Linked DNA regions of Zea mays: region 2 is linked to region 1. A link is a contact called in public Hi-C data. All regions are on one chromosome and are shown on one strand. Each heading gives the region's core, a stretch centred on a gene start, on an enhancer-like site or on the middle of the called end of the contact. The rest is flanking DNA. Distances are from core to core; before and after follow the strand shown. Region 1 holds the start of LOC100194293 (leunig-related7). Region 2 holds the start of LOC100276049.

Evidence for each region. A called contact is a pair of places that touch in the nucleus more often than the background predicts.
Region 2: a contact with region 1 is called in a Hi-C map of endosperm, with 2.3 times the contacts expected there. The contact joins the promoter of LOC100276049 here to the promoter of LOC100194293 in region 1. A contact is called at or near these places in 2 of 25 Hi-C or Micro-C datasets (ear and endosperm).

The regions. Positions count from the first base shown.
Region 1 is chr4:38,224,397-38,227,141 of Zm-B73-REFERENCE-NAM-5.0, forward strand. LOC100194293 (leunig-related7) reads left to right here and starts at 1,377. Exons shown (of 4, transcript NM_001139332.2): 1 at 1,377-1,659. The coding sequence starts at 1,396.
Region 2 is chr4:38,430,653-38,433,397 of Zm-B73-REFERENCE-NAM-5.0, forward strand. It overlaps LOC100276049, which reads left to right and starts at 1,382. Exons shown (of 7, transcript NM_001149934.3): 1 at 1,382-1,663; 2 at 1,757-2,005; 3 at 2,672-2,745. The coding sequence starts at 2,694.

The DNA.
Region 1 (2,745 bases), core at 127-2,626:
TCTGTTCTGTCTTATTATAATATGTTATATCTGTTTGTTTTAAATGCTGTTTATGTTTATATCTGTTTATTTTCAATTGTTCAGTCAGTTTACATGCTTATTATATTTATATGTTTTATATGCTTCATATGCTTTGTGTTCCCATGATCCATATTGTTATGGATATATTTGAGATCACGATTTATATGGTTAATTATCTTTTATATGTCATCATCATAATGTTAATTTATGGAATTAAAATGATATGGAAAATGCCTATAATTCTAACAGGTGATTGACAAGCTTCTTGGGTAGAGCGCAGGATCTAAGTTTTTTTTTGCGAACTCTAACTATCCTGATCCAAATTCGAAATTGTACTGAATATTTGCTAGCAACAGTGACGTAAACGATGTTCTTCCTCAATTATATTGTGGCATTCTCTCTCGTTCTCATCCCATGGAAGGAACATAGATGCATGCATGATGTACTTTTTTTAAAAAAAAAAGGTTTCCACACTTTGAGATTATGTTTCTCTTATTCTAGTTTTTAATTCAAAGAAAAGAAAATGATTTTTACACTAACTTTGTTGAAATGTGCTCGGGTCTGGCATGCTCTAGTTCCTTGTACATTGTTCTTGTTGCCTTATAAAAGCTCCTTTCTTCCAGTGAAATTATTCACGTTTGAAGCATAAACTAATATATCTCAAGATTATATTTCCTTCTGTGAGTGACATAGTTATCTCTTTCTACTTGAGCTTTTTAGCAAATGGCATTACAGTCACATTTTATACCTAGAAAAACATTACAACAATAGGCCCGGATGTTACTGGAAATGAAGTAACCTCTCCCTTTTACCACGAGACACTTTTTTCTTATCTTTTAAATAAAAGAGAAAAATATGAGTATTTTAAGGTCCTGTTAGTTTTAGTTTTTGAACAACTCAAACAACCAGCTTCTGTTTGGCTTCGATGAAACTACAAATATGTACCCTAAACCAGCTTTTGTTTAGCTTAAAAAAGTTGAGTTTATATAAAATATTAAAAGCCTCATTCTCTAAGGTTCTATTTGAATGTACTAGAGAAAATACCTAGCTAGCTAAAAATTGCTATTGGAATTATCCAATTAACAAATAGGTACTCTAAACCAACTAATAACTCATGAGTAGTTGAGAGCGTAACTAATAATTAGATAGATTATTAGCTGGAGGTGTCTAGGGTGTCTTTAAATAAAGTAGCTAATAACTAAATTATTAGTTATACTGTTTAAATGTTTTTAACTAATTTTAACAACTAATAGAGTGTCTAAGTTTAAAAAACTAAGAATATCAACTAAAAATTATTATTACTTTTTTAAAATAAAAAAACTAACCGCCGAAAAGCTCTAGAAACTATGGTTCAGACGAGAGTACCATGAGGCCATGAACCTCTTCTCCCAGACTGGACGTCTGCAGTCTGCACTCTGCACCCCCGTGCCAATCCCGTTTCTATTCAGTCGGTTCCCCTCTCCCCCAAGCCAAACACCACCATCCTTCCCTCCCTCCCTACGCATCCTCTCCCCCTCGACGCTTTCCCCACCCAATCCGACCGCCGGGGCGGGCGATTCCCTGGAGATTCGGCGCGGATTCGGGGCTCCTCTCGGGGTTTCTCGGCGAATCAGCGGGGATCGGGACTCCCGGCTGAAGGTCAGGTCCCTCCTTCTACCCTCCGATTGCTAACCCTCGCTGCTTGGTGTCCACCGCGTGGGGCGGGGGGTTTGGCCATTTGCGTGCACCGGTTTACTGCCCGCGACCGGCTCCCTCGCCGCCCTGTCTAGGTGCGATGAACAGACGAGCGAACTTCTGCTCTACAACTGGTGCTGGGTTGGGTGGGGCGAACGATTCCGTGATCGGGGGCGTGCCACGGCGCCGCCTGCTGCGTGTTCTTGTCCGATGCCCGGAGTGGGTTGCGGAGAGGTAGATTGCTGATGGGGATCTGCCATTGCCGTGAATGACTCTGTGTTGATCCATTTGCAAGTTGTGCTTCGGTTGGGAAGGGATGCGTGCCCCCTGTGCGTGGAATCTTTGGTGTGCAAGGAAGCTAGGGAGTTGATTTTTGCGTGCCTTATCCTGTACTGACATGGTCAAAGATAGGATTCAGTGGGTTGTTGGAGACTTTGGCTTACCCAAGCATGCACACTTTTTGTTTGTACTAAATTTACAACCAAACTGCAACTTATGCATCCCTATGTCGAATGTGCTTGCAGTGATAAATTTACCACCTGTAGGTATTGCGACTAGAATAGCTGCTGAACTTTTTTGGCTGCTTCGTAGGCTGGCTGATATTGATTGGCATATCAATAGTTTGCTCTGCGCACTCCTTTTAGTATTTTCTATTACTAGGTGAAATCGGATCATCTTGCCACTTTTTGGTTCAGGTAGTAGAGGTAATCACAGCTAACCCATTGGTTGTTTCTCCAACTACAACGGTTGGCTACATTGTAGCAAGGTTCTTTTAATTCAGAGATGCCTGGCACAAGATAGTGTTGCCATGGCTTCGCTTTGATGTGCGCAAGCTAATTTTTGTCCTGCCTTTGATTACACTGTGGGATACGCTGCCAAGCAATCAGATAATTCTAGTTGGATACGAAGGTTAACGACCAGAAATCTATGACTCCCTTTGCTGAGTATCAAATGGGTGTTTTATCCTCTGTCAAGTGAGTGCAGTCCGAGGCCAGGGTGAGATCTGTAGCGGGGCTGGGGCCAATTATTTATTTCTGTATATAATTTTCA
Region 2 (2,745 bases), core at 132-2,631, 210 kb after region 1:
CTCGACAGATTACTATAGAGTTATTATCAAGTGTAAAGGGCATGAATGTAATTTTGTATGGGTTGTGTCCCGCGCCTATAAATAGGTGAACAGTACCCCTGTATTGTTCACGCTGACTTGGCATTCGCTTTTTGCGTCACGCTTGTACTATCATCTCCTTCCAGTTGAAGGTATACTTGTAATTCAACGACATTTCCGTTTATGCTTAATAATAATGCATAATTGCTCATGTTGTCATTTATATTTCTTACATTTCATCCTTCGTCATTATTTAATGAATTTATGAAGGTATATCCTTCATAACCTTCGTCAGAAAACCATTATACCCTAAGGGAAATAATGTTTCGAAGGACGAAGGGCTTTAACGATTAACATTTTCTGTGTTGCCTTGTTCTTAACTCATAGCATTTGAGAACAAGTCCCCAACAAGTGGAAGCAATAAAAAAATAACAATAGATACATAGATAGATTTATGAAAAATATCATGTCACACCTTACTTACGTTAGTTACCTAAACAGAATTCTATCTTTTGAGCAAGAAGAGAAGTATGAAACGATTGCTCAAGCGTCTGTTTGGTTGTTGAATGGTGGTAGCATGGCCTATACGTGAGGAGCCAGATATCTTGGGCACATACTCTATCTATACATAGTCTCTTGTTTGGTTGTTTATATTAGTACATTCAAGATAAATACAGTTTGTGTTTGGTAATCTGCATCAGAACATGTATAAAAGAAGAGTGCATAAATATTTTTTTCAAATATTATACAACACGTATAGTATAGTCTAGTTTTGTTCGTAAAATTTTGAGAAACATGAATATGAAATTGATTTGACGAGTAAATATTTTAATTAGAAAATATAATAAAAAACAACCTTTAAAGCTTTCTTGTTTGCGTGCAAATACATGCAGTTGCATGGGCAGCGCCTGCTTGCGTAGAGATACCCATCTGCTGCCCCTCGTTTTGTATCTATTCAACCTGTATGTGATGAGAAACCAACCAAACGTCACCTGCTTTGAGACTACGCGGCTGCAGGTGCACGGTCGTGTCCTCCGACCAAACAGACAATATACTTCTTGCACATTTCCTTGTTCATTAATATTAAATTTAAATACTTGAGCAATCGTTTCATAAGTTTCTCTTTGTTATGAAACGATTGCATAGAGGTTTCACACTTTGAGAAACGATCTAACCACAAAAATTAAATTTTGTGAAACGATTGCACAAAAAACCTCTATGTATACGATGTTCATTGAGCAATTGTTTCACACTAGAAAAAAGATGATCTGTCACACTCGCGTGCACTGGCACAGTGGCAAACTGGCACGGCAGATAGCACCAAAACCGGGACAACCGGACCGGTCGAACCAGCCGAAGCCCAGCCCGAGCCCAGAGTAGGGTTTCGGGCTTTTCGTCTTCTCTTTCGTCCTCTTCTTGTTGCGCGCCATCCGATCGCCGCTGCCAGGTCGTGTCCTTTCTCGTCGCCGGCAAGGCCTCCTCCCACCCAATTTCCTTGACGAGAGGCGCTGCTCGGTTCCCCGGACCTCACCTGGGGCCTGCCTGGCGTCCATTTTAGCCTAAAATAGGCTTAAATAGTCAGATTTTGAGCACCCAATCTCGATAAAGAAAGCCCCAAAGAGGCAATAGCCAGCTGCCAGCCCTAGTAACTCTCCACTCTCAACTCTCAACTCTCAAGCCGTTTGCGTCGACCCCCCGACTCACGCCTCTTCGCCCGTTCTCCCTCTCCCCGAGCCAGGTACGACGACGTGCCGCCGCCAGCTGCCTCTGCGCGAAGACGACGCGCCGCCGTAGAGTTGCCCAGGCCCGCTGACTCCCGATCTGCATCTCTCGGACTGCCCGACGCCTTGCGGCTGCGGACGCCTTTCGCTGTGCGGGCTGCGTCCAGTGGAACGTCACCTCTCCCAGCGCGGGACGCGCCTCCAGGCTCCAGCGGAGCTCGACAGGCCGGCAGTTGACCCCTTGCCAACTGGCTCCTGGACTCCTGGTGAGTGCCTGCCTACTTCCGTCTTAAGGTTAGGGATTTTGAATGTAGCTTTCAAAATTATTGTTAATATGACGTGGCAGCATTGCATGATTCTTCACCTGAAATGTCAACAGATTTGTGTGTGAAGGACTGAAACGTCTGTTTCTGAATGATATGAAAATGTGCTGTTCCCGTTCCTTGCGTAAATACTGGATTCTGGCCTTCTGTAGTGAGCAGTGACTTATTAGTGATTAGCTGATGAAAGTTCTACCGAACAAATTCAGCCCCTAGTTTTCTCAACAATAAAAAGTACTAGTGTCCAATTGAATTGCATTCCTTCCTTCCTAAATTCTGTTTTCGTAGAATGTCACAAGTACTACCAGAAATAGAAACAACGTTATAGTCAAATTTCAAGGAGTTTGTAAGTGTAAAAATATATTTTTTGAAGCTGTGTAAGTGTAAAAATATTATAGTATAATTTATGCAAGTTTGACATTTCTTTGTTGATTGTTGAATCTAAGGTATTATATTGAACCATCTGTAGGATTTATGGTTGTTACATTGTATTCTATATTATGCTAGGCATATACATACCCTAGGTTAAAATCATGGGTCCAACCAATGGTTGGATGCATGCTCCCCCCCCCCCCCCCAAGTTTTACTGACTTAACTTTTTTTGCCCACAAGTTTTGCTGGGTTGAGGAGAACCATGCCGGACGTGAAGTCCGCTGCTGCCACGGTCGCCAAGGCAGTGGCTGGTG